Regions from separate parts of the Mus musculus genome. Here region 1 is linked to region 2. A link is a contact called in public Hi-C data. All regions are on one chromosome and are shown on one strand. The core of a region is the stretch at or near the end of the contact, and the rest is flanking DNA. Distances in the headings are between cores, read along the strand shown. Region 1 overlaps Fstl4 (follistatin-like 4). Region 2 overlaps Fstl4 (follistatin-like 4).

Region 1 (5,451 bases), core at 458-2,957, 65 kb after region 2:
CTATACTCACAAGAGTCCACAGAGGTCCAAGCAGAGGGGCACCACTGTGTGCTAGTTACCTAGGGATGTGATGCAGGCATCTGGGGAAATCACAGCAGAGAAGTGGAGCTCGAGGGACCAGGAGAAGCCTTGTCTCCTGCAAACTCTGTAATGATTGCTTGGCCCATCTTTCTAGTCTTGATGGAGGTTGATGCAGAGAGTGGTGATCCCTTTAGTGCCTAGCCTCACTTCTTCTCCCGAGGCACTGAGAAAGATGCAACTGAAAATCCCTCCGTTGGTAAGCCTGGCTCGTGCCTACAATTCCACACAGTCCATACGCATGGATGTTCCGGGTATAAACAGAGAGCTTCTCTGTGCAGCTTCGTCCCAGCCGCCCTCCAGGCTGGCTTCCAAGGAAGAAGCCTGGCCTCTCTCCTGCTCCCCCTAGTTCTAACCAGAGGGACCTCCAGGCTACAAAGGTCAGCCCTGCCCCCATCCAAGCCAAGGCTCCCACAACTCTAGGCCACTAGCACACCTTCAGGCTTTGATCCAGCTCACAGGATGTTGGGAGCAGACTGCTATAGGAGTGTGCAGTATCTTTCAAAGTCCCTCAGGAGGATCCCTTCCTCTATATACCTGGGAGACTTCTTACTCCCCATAGTTCCCCGGGGCAAAAGCAGCATTGTCTCCATCTTCTTGCTCCCAGAGCACAGTGGTCATCCAATGAGGAAGAGCTCCTTTCTCCGGCTGAGAACCCTGGCGCCTAAGCCCCAAGGACCCCAGAGCTCAGTAGGATCTGCACAATAGTTCCATCAGATTCTCTCTCTCTCTCTCTATCTCTCTCTCTATCTCTCTATCTGTGTGTGTGTGTCTGTCTGTCTGTGTTTATCTGTCTCTCTCTGTGTCTGTCTGTCTATCTGTCTATCTGTCTCTCTCTGTGTGTCTGTCTGTCTCTCTCTGTATGTCTGTCTGTCTCTATCTGTCTCTCTGTCTATCTCTGTGTCTCTTTGCCTATCTCTGTGTCTCTTTGCCTATCTCTGTGTGTCTGTCTGTCTATCTGTCTCTCTGTATGTGTCTCTCTGTATCTCTCTCTGTATCTCTCTGTCTCTCTCTGTATCTCTCTCTGTCTGTCTCTCTCCCTTCTTCCTTTCCTCCTTTTCTCTCTTCCTTTTTTCTCTCTCTCCCTCCCTTTTTCTTCCTCTCCCTCCCTCTTTCTCTCCCCCCTCTCTTCCCTCTCTCTCCCTCTCTCCTTCCTTCCTGCCTCCTTCCCTCCCTTCCTCACCCCCTTCCATCACACCTTCCTCCCCATCCTCCAAGTCTGCAGAGCCAGGTTCTTAGTCTTGCCGCACCGTCTGCACCCTCTCTTTCCCTACCCTGAGCAGTAAAGCTCATGGCCCGGAGGTGGGAGGGCAACAGGCAGACCGTGATTTAAGAGGAAACTTGAAATGCACCGCTATAATGTTTGTAAAATATTATGCCGCCCGCGTCCGCATCCATCACCCGGTGCTTATCTCTCCTCGCACTGGCTCCTTCACTCCAGTCACATTTTTCCTCAGAGTGACCGCCCCTCCCCGCCGGCCCCTCGGCTCTTGAGCTCCTTTATTTTCATTTTCTCTGTTGTTCACCCATCCATCCAACACACGCCGAGGGAACGCCTTGTGTACAGCTTGATTGTCTTCGCAGGCCCAGGGCAGGGCCGCTAAGTGGCGAGGAAGGGATGTGGCTGCTGCAGATCTGAGGCACCTGCTTGCAACTCACACACTGCAGTGCTAAGCCTGCACCTCTTTTCTGTCCTGCTCCCTTCCCCCACATCCTGGCAAGAGAGCATGCCGCCCAGATGCACAGCCCGAGGTGCTGCCACTCCAGCTCCTGGCTCCCAGCATCCCACAGAGCTCAGTTCCCAGTTTATGCTTTGTTTCCAACACTTTGAAGGATATATCCGTCAGGGGATGTATGCCCCGATGCAATGGCATAGTGAGATAGCATAGCACCTTACAGTTTTGCCAGCACTTTAGACTGCATACAGATACACATACCCATCCCGGAGCCAACCTGCCTCCCTGGCTCCTGAGAGGACATAGAGAAAAAGCAGGGGACACCTGTTACATCCCCTCCACCTTAGCCTAGTCCCATGTTTGCACTGAGCAGCCTGGATTTGATTAATTTTTCATAAATCCTAAGAGTTTCAGAAAGCCTGAGGGGGGTGGAAATATTTTGCATCCTTCTATGTTTGCCTAAAGAGTGGCCAGTCTCCATGCCAGTTAGCAAGCAAAAATGACAAGGATTCATAATTTGGCCTGCCTGAAGTACACTAAGAAAAATACATACATACATACATACATACATACATACATACATACTGAAAGGCCCCAGTGCATTGTCACAGAACAGAAATCCAAATCCAAGCTCAGTGAATCTTCAGACAGAAACAGACTTTCAAAGGTCAGCCAGTTCGTTCTCCAGACCTCAGACAGCGCAACCTTTAAAGCTACCCCCAGATGGACGACATACCTGTCGGCTCACCAACAGACCTTGACCGTACCTAGCAGGTTCCAACTTCATTAAGCCAGAGCCCTCCAGGCAGCATATCCCACAACTGGCTGTGTGATTTCTCTGCTGGGTGTACCTTATGGGCCCTGGCAACCAGTGTTTTCAAGTCCACTCACGAACCTGTGGCCCAGATGTTCCAGGTTCCTGACTGGCTTTGACACATGGGACCTTTCTGATATTAGACATCATTATAACTGATCACCCAGTGAGGATGTCTATCAGTGTATTTAACTGTCACATTATAACCCATTTCTGGGGGACCCAAAGCTTCCTTTGGCCCTGCCCTTGAGTGAATCCATAACTGTTTACCTAGAGTTGGGATTTGACCTCTATGTCTGCCTCTGACCACTCTCTCCTGTCCCTCTACAGAGGTGATTCAGCTAAGCCTCGCCCCTGAGGACAAGGTCAGTGTGACTACCGTGACCGTGGGCCTGAGCACAGTGCTGACCTGTGCTATTCGTGGAGACCTGAGGCCACCAATCATCTGGAAACGCAACGGGCTCACTCTGAGCTTCCTAGGCCTGGAAGACATCAATGTAAGTCACCGAGTGCCCGAGTATGTCCTGGGGATGCCAACTTGTGGGGCACCATGTGGCAGTAGTGGCAGAGGGCTTTCTTTTATTAGGTCCATACTCAGCCTGACAGCTTTAGAGGATCCGAGTCCCTGAATGAAAAGGATGTGATGAATGACAGTTACCATCCTGATGATAGTCATGTCTAGTCACAGGGGATATTGACTGGGAGGCACATGGCCAGGGCAGGTGGCACCTGGCCCGGGCCCTGTTTTACCAAAGGCCCTAAGCCTGGTATCTGGAGAGGAATATTCTGTATGAGCATACTCTCATCCCTCACAGGGATGGGTCATAAGCTGCCAGAGAGCACAGCCAGGCAGAAGGCTTCAGAGCCAGAGAGAGATGTAGTTGCAAGGAGGGGACTCCCTCTCTCTACTAGATGGGCAGAAGGGTGGTCCCTATAGAAGGCAAAAGTGAGCAGGGTGACTGGCTGAAGGGAAGGTATGTGACAGATGAGGTGGGAGGTGACAAGTGAGGCCAGAGGAGGCTTGCTTTGAGGATCTTCTTCGTGGGGTAAGTACATGCAGATTCAAAGTCCTTCAAGCTACCTCTCTTCCCCAGACAGACATGTAGGTTATTCAGTCACGAGTAGCCCTGGCTTAGCATGGAACCAATCACAGTGTCCAAAGGCATTTACAAACTGATGCCAACTTCGAGAGCTTCTGTACATATAAACCCATACACCCAACATACACACACATGCACACATATGCACACATATACACATACCACACACAGGCACACAGAGACATACACACATCACTACATGACACACACAAAACCCATACAGCATGCACACATACACCACACACACAACACAACACAACACAACACAACACAGAACACACCATACATACTCACATACACATTCCTCATCAGAAGAGAGCAGGTGGGTGAGTTTACATAGCCTGATACTGGTGTGACCAATAGGAATACTTCTGCACCCTGAAGAGCCAGTGCTTTGTGATTTTGAGGAATCCCTGGGCCTGCTGATCCCTGGTAAATGTATCTCTAAGAAAGCAACCTGGGAAGCCCCTCCCTTCCACTGAACTTCAAGAAGGTGAACTTCAAGAAGATCTAATATATCAAATGGTCTAGCTTTGGCAGAGGGTTGATGTGGCGGCCCAGACATCAGCAATGCTACCCATGTTGGGGAGATGCTGGGGTAGCTGTGGGTCTTGGGCTAAAATAAGAGGAGTACAGTTTTCAAGCAGAGGAGACTGCCCTGGTCTTCTTGACTCAAGACAGAACAGTGGGTCCACAATAGGATGCTTGTGTCAGAAAAGGAAGACTCACGGGATGAATGGTCAGATCTATAAGGAAGTAGAATGGGGGTGGGGAAGAGAGGGACCTGACCTGAACCATGTGACCACAAAGGAGACTGATCTGAGCTCATGAGATGGTTTGCCATTGCTGCCATTGAGCCTGTCTCATGGCAGAGTAAGCCTCCTATCCCTGGGGACATGCAAACACAAGCAGAGACTGTGGTCAATGGTGCAGCCAGCCTCAAGATGTCAGCTAAACCCATGATCTGAAGATCCTTCAGTGCTGAGTCTATCATGGTGTAAGAGGTGCAGCCCAAAGAATAGGTGCCATTAGAGTGGAGAGTCAAGACTCTGGGCCCCTCTGGGTAGAACCTGCAGCTCATAGGAGAAACAGCTAGAAAAGGGTGACCACTCTGGAGTTTCTAAGCTGGCAGATCCGGCTAAGGAATGTCCTCAACCATCTTGTCACACAGGCAGGGTTATTTCCCTGAGGTTTCCCCTATGTGATGAGGACAGCCAGTATCCTCTCTCCTCCATCTCTGAGTGTCGGTGAAGCACTGCCCTGGTGGGTGCCTGGTAGACACTCAATGAGTAGAATCCTTGATCCCTTCATTCTCTGGATCCAAGATGGCGAGGCTTTGCCTGAGATCATAGCAAGAAAATTCAGTGTCTCGTGTGTGTGTGTGTGTGTGTGTTGGGTATGTGAGCTTGTGTATACAGCACCTCTCATAATTAGCATCCATTCACAAATGACTTTGGCCACTGTGACTGTCTCCTCCTCGCTAGGCCGGGGCCACTGGTGACTGAGTAACCTCCCGAGCATTGCTTGGTGCTCTATTTAAACACATCAGAAATAAAAGCAGAGGCAAACGCTCCTTAGTGCACTTGCCGTCAGTTAATTAAATTACTCAAACATGCCTCCAGCACCAACTCGATTGCATTTCTCCTTTTCAAATCAGGTTAGCAATTTGGATAATTGTGGGTGCAACCAGAGATTAATGGTCCCTCGTTACCTCCCCAGAAACACTTGCTCATGGTTGAGTAGGTAGCCTGCAAACAGGCGGCACCTGCTCCACGGGGGTCCT
Region 2 (5,254 bases), core at 515-3,014:
GGGAAGCCTTCTATTAATACCACATTAGTCACTCTAGACACCAGCTTCCCAGTCTGTAGTGCAGGTGCCTGTCCCCAGGGAAACGACAGTGCCTCCAGTTTATGCACAGTATCCACGTGAATGAACATTTCCACCAGTGCCCACCCCAGCAGATACCCTCCTACTCTCACTCTGCCCACCCCATTCCTGCTCCCTTTGCCAGCACCAGACTTTACCCTCTTTGGTAAGGTGATAGACTGACTCAGGTAAGACCATGCTCTTTCCCCAAAACATAGTTTTTTGAGAGAGAGAGAGAGAGAGAGAGAGAGAGAGAGAGAGAGAGAGAGAGAAGAGAGAGAGAGAGAGAGAGAGAGAGAGAGAGAGAGAGAGAGAGAGAGATCCATCCACCAGACACATTCTTCCAGCCATATTGGCTTTGCCATGAGACCATGCTCAGTATGGAGGCCAGAGCTATGAAGATCTAAAAATGGGGTACATCAGCTTATGGGTCCTGGGAGCTCTCCAAAATGGATCACCTGCCAGGCACAAGAGGGATGTGAGCAGGTCAGGGGAGATGGGAGGGAGCCCCACCGCCTAAGCATGGTGACTCCCAGGGAGCAAATAGATTTGATTATATTGAACACTGCAATTGATTTTTTTCTTCTAAATAAACACACAAAGGAAATAGTAATGGGCGTTTGTTTCTGACAAGAATCAATTGACCCCAAATTGGAAGAAAATCTAGAAACACAAACAAGTGCAGGAAAGGGTATCTGGGCTTCTCCAATGAGAGAGGGAGGGCAGGAGAGAAAAACAGCTCTTCACGTGCATCCCTGCTCTCCCGTGGATCCCTGCTCTCCCCGTTGAGGTTCCAACAACTGAAAGTGGGAGAGTAGCTATCAATCACTGAGCCTTGGCTCAGAGTAAAGATGTGTGTGACCATATTAATTAACCATCATGATATCCCCGCTGTGGGATGCAGTATTATCCCATCTCTCAGATGAAATCACTGAGGCCTGTGTTAAACTTTCCCAGGTTACACAACCTGGAAACAGCAGAGTTGGGACTCACAAAGCCAGGAGTTCCCAAACTCAAACCTGTTCACTATCCGGCTGGCCCTGAGAGCTTAACCTGGCACCTTCAACTGGCGTTAGAATTCAAGGGAAGAGACCCTAACCCCAGACAGTCCAGACCTAGCACCCCTTGATCTTCTCTAAAGAATGGAGGGTGGGGGAGCCCACATCAGCATTCCCCAGTCTCAACAAAGCCAGGCCCAGGAACTGTTTGTATCCCCTGGCTGGATGGGGAGGCAGAGCTGGAGGAGCACTGCTCTGTGACATCCCTGCGGCCCCCTATTTACTGGCTGCGCTCTGTATGGTGGCCCCGTCACCAGCAAGATAAACCATGCCATGTCACAGTGCATCACAGGCCTCATTTGCCAAAGAACCATGCAATGTCGACGCGTTCAGCGAGCACAGCCGTGATAAAAGGCCTAAGACTAATGGGCTGTGTGCTCGGTTTAGTCTCCTAAAGCTTCCTTTTGTCTCTTGGTCGTGGACTTGTGTACACATGTTTGTTTTCAAGTAACCCAGCTCTGGGAGTGTACCTAATTACCGTAAGCAGGGATTATTAGCCCTGTTAACTAAAACTCCCTAATCTATGAGGCCAAGCATTCAAAAGCAGCCTTTAAAATAGGATTAAGACAAAAGGCAGACTGTGACAGAGTAGAATTGGGGCTGGCTTTCCTCGAACCATGAGATAACAGCTGCAGACTCCACTGGAAGAATTTTCCAGACTCCCTCTGGTTCATTTAGTATTGGTATATGATATCTGGCTTAAATATCAGTAGGCTGGGTGATGGGGCAGATGGACACGTGAACCCTGCTCTATGATGGTGACACTGTTTAGTGCACACTGGAAATGTCCCAACAATTGTTTGCAACTGAGAGAGATAAACTGACTGACGGGCAGAACATTCTTTCCAGCCCCCAGGGTGCACCTGACGTAACAGCTGTCTTCTCTTTTACAGGAGACATGTGCACCATGGCTGGCTATGCTCGTCTCAAAAATGTCCTCCTGGCACTCCAGAGCCGCAGACAGCCGCTCCCACAAGGAACCCCCAGGCAAAGCCTCGCCTCCCAGAAGCGCCTCTTGGTGGAGTCACTGTTTAAGGACTTGGATGCCGACGGCAATGGGCACCTCGGCAGCTTGGAGCTGGCTCAGGTGGGTGTGGCATTCAGGTGGAGCCCGAGGAGATATCCTGCGTGCGTGCATGGTGAAGGATCACACAAGCTCCGTGGTGGGAAAGGTTGTTTATAATTGTCTCTGTCACCAGTTGCCAAGGGGACCCTCTCCCCCACCCTTCCTAGGACTCACAGCTTGTCAGCGCCTCTGAGAATGTCTTACACACAGAATTCTGTCTCCTGCCACCTGCCACCTCAGCCCAGGTTTACAAGCGGTTTTGATGCTTTCTTGGCTTCGGGGAAAGCCTCCCTCAAAGGGGCTGCCCACTGGTGTTTTCCTTAGAAAACTAGTCTTTGGTGCTTTGAGCCTGTCATTTTCTACAGAAGGAATGTCAAAGAAGAACAGTACTTGCAGCAGCGAGCATCTTTGGCACTCCAGTCTGGGGGTCCCCAAGGCCTCTGCCCAGTGACAGTTCTCTCTAGCATCCAAATGTCAATGACCCAACCCCCTGACTGTTTTGCTTGTGGGAAGCCCTGTGTCCACCCAGCAAAGGCACTAGTCTAAGAATGCCCAGGGTGGACAAATACAGCCTTTTCTGTAGGACAGCAGCCAAGAATACAGGGTTCAAAGCTAATCATGAGCTAGTGAGTCTCTGGAGGCCCCTCACTCCTAAGCTGCGATTTCTCAGCCGTGAACCTCATCGCCTCAGGGTCGTCATGGGAATTTATGGTGCTAAAACATGTAAGACATGTGACACGTTTAACATTATACTTGGCACATAGGATGTTCTCAGTGGTCATCAATGGGCAGCAGCAGCAGCAACATCACCACCACCACCATCATCATCATCGTCGTCATCGTCGCCCCCCCCTTTATCCTTCAGCATCCTCTCTTGTAAGGTCAGAACTGCTACTATCCCATTTTACAGATGCTTTTAGGTGAGGAATCTGTGACTCTAGGGTATCGAGTAACCAGTGTCTCTGTCCCACTCACCACACAAACCCAAGCATCCTAGGCCTGTTGCCCACAGATGGCATGGTGTCATCGGGCCAGCAAACCCCTACTCTATCAGTGCTAGTCATCCCTCAGCTCTAGCTGAGACCCCAAAGGGCATGGCTAGGAGCTCTCATTTGACAAGAATGGCTCTGAGAAAGTCCAGAGGCCTTGCTAATTATGATTGCCTGCCAGGAACACACCCCATCTGTTATTCCTCATACCACGACCTGAGCAGGAAGCCCAGGGCAAGTGACATCAGCCTGCCCTGGGTAGAGGCAGCTGTGAGCACCTGGTTCCCAAGCCCGAGTGGCTCCCAACAGATCTTCTTGGGCTCGTTGCTCTAACCTGGCAGAGACGTAGCCAGAGGCACTTGAAGCCATTAACAAGCATGGTAATTGGACTGTGATTTCCTCTTTAAAATTTAATATATTTAAAGTCTGTCTCATAAATCCGCCGAGCAGAACCCAGCTAATGTGGGCCTTGCCTTGACACTGAGTCAGAGGCACCGGAGGGAAGAACTCGTTGGTCCTATGAAAAGTTAATCAATTTCCAATGTAGAAATAGACAAAGGGAAATTTCCGTCTTCGAGAGATTGATCCGAGGCGTCATGGTTGATCTCCTTCTTATCGAACACCCTCACTTCTGGGTGAAGGGTCATTTTTTTAACATTATCACATTAAATTGCCTTTAATATAGCAAACCAAACTGGGAATGTTAAACAAAGGAAAAAATGCCTCTACCTCCACCCCTCCAAAATAAAATAAAATCATTTCCTCTCTCTTGATTTTCTTTGTAGCAATCTCCCTTGAGCCTCTGTGTGTTTTCGGTTAAACCATCACCACAGAGGAATCCACAGGAATCCACCAATAGCTCCTAAATAGGACCCTGACTGAGGGGTGACATTGGTGGCCCTGGAAAGACAATTATAGGCAGAGGAGGCTCAGGTTTTCCTGTGACATAAACATAAAATGTCCCCATGTTCTCATGTGGCTGGATGCATGCTCCCAGCTAATGGTACTGTTTGGGAAGATTGTTGGATCTTAAGGAAATGGAGTCTTGGTGGAGGAAGTGGGCCTGGGAGTGGGCTTAGGCTTGTAGCCTGACCCCATCTTCCCTTCAGCCTGTGTTTCCTGAGTGGAGATGTAACCTGACAGCCAGCATCCTGCTCTGCCACCTGATAGCTCTGCCACCACTCCCTCTCTGCCACTGCCATGTCTTCCATGATTCGATGGCACTCTGTCCCCAGAACTGTAAAAACCCCTTCTCCCTTTAAGTTGCTTTTGTTGGGGTCTTTTATCACAGCAACAGAAACATGAGACAGATCTGGTCAGCAGCTGCTTTCTGGACGTGTGCTGTGGAGAGTCAACTCTCTAACAGTGGTGAGGGTTGGTGTGTGGTTGACGGGAGTGAATACAGAGATGGGATGTGTGGTGTGTTCTTTTTCTCATCGCTATGATCTGAACCTATCAAGAAGCCACTTAAGAGAGAAGAGTTTGTTTCTGGCTTGCCGTTTGAGGGAACACAGTCTATCGTGGTGAGAAAATGTGGTCACACAAGCATGAGGCCGCTGGTCACCCCGCGCCATCCACTAGAAAGCAGAGGCAGATGAGTGCCAGTGTTTGGCAGGTTTCGCAGTTCTGCAGTTTCTTTCTCCCTATTATTCGGTCTGAGTACCCAGCCCATGTTTAGGGTGGGTCTTCTTTCCTCAGTTAAAGCTCTCTGGCGTGTTTGAGGTAATTCCAACTCTGGTCAAGTTGACAATGGAAATTAAGCATCACAAATAGTGACCTGGGTTCCCTCCCTGATTCAGCTGTTAGCTGGTTTCTCATGATCAGGCCCTCCATTAGCAGAAGTGATAGACAAGAAGCCCCAAGGGAATGCCAGGACCAGGGATAGGAGTGGGTGGGTTGGGGAGCAGGGGGAGGGGGAGGGGGTAGGGGATTTTCAGAGGGGAAACTAGGAGAGGGGATAACATTTGAAATGTAAATAAAGAAAATATATAATAATAATAAGCCCCAAAGATTTTTCCTCACTTAGATAGCCTGGGTCTGTCTGACAGTCAGGGAGACCACAGACCGACCACAGGCCCTTCCTT

Evidence for each region. A called contact is a pair of places that touch in the nucleus more often than the background predicts.
Region 1: a Hi-C map of the N1E-115 cell line shows a contact between it and region 2, with 2.6 times the contacts expected there. The contact joins two enhancer-like sites. A contact is called at or near these places in 10 of 39 promoter capture datasets (the 3T3-L1 cell line, the HPC-7 cell line, cranial neural crest and 6 more), 23 of 484 Hi-C or Micro-C datasets (the AtT-20 cell line, CD4 T cells, CD8 T cells and 14 more) and 5 of 115 datasets of contacts at active chromatin or transcription factors (the SCID.adh cell line, T-cell acute lymphoblastic leukemia, double positive thymocytes and 2 more).

The regions. Positions count from the first base shown.
Region 1 is chr11:53,131,129-53,136,579 of GRCm38.p6, forward strand. Fstl4 (follistatin-like 4) reads left to right here. Exons shown (of 16, transcript NM_177059.3): 7 at 2,899-3,065. Among named protein-coding and RNA genes, the nearest start is that of Gm11186, 14 kb to the left of the region's middle. Within about 2 kb of position 1,708, at least 25 of the 459 cell types and tissues checked have an H3K27ac peak or open chromatin away from gene starts, as enhancers often do. A contact at or near this core is called in the N1E-115 cell line, where this site is marked.
Region 2 is chr11:53,066,532-53,071,785 of GRCm38.p6, forward strand. Fstl4 (follistatin-like 4) reads left to right here. Exons shown (of 16, transcript NM_177059.3): 5 at 2,009-2,202. Among named protein-coding and RNA genes, the nearest start is that of Gm11186, 51 kb to the right of the region's middle. Within about 2 kb of position 1,765, at least 8 of the 459 cell types and tissues checked have an H3K27ac peak or open chromatin away from gene starts, as enhancers often do. A contact at or near this core is called in the N1E-115 cell line, where this site is marked.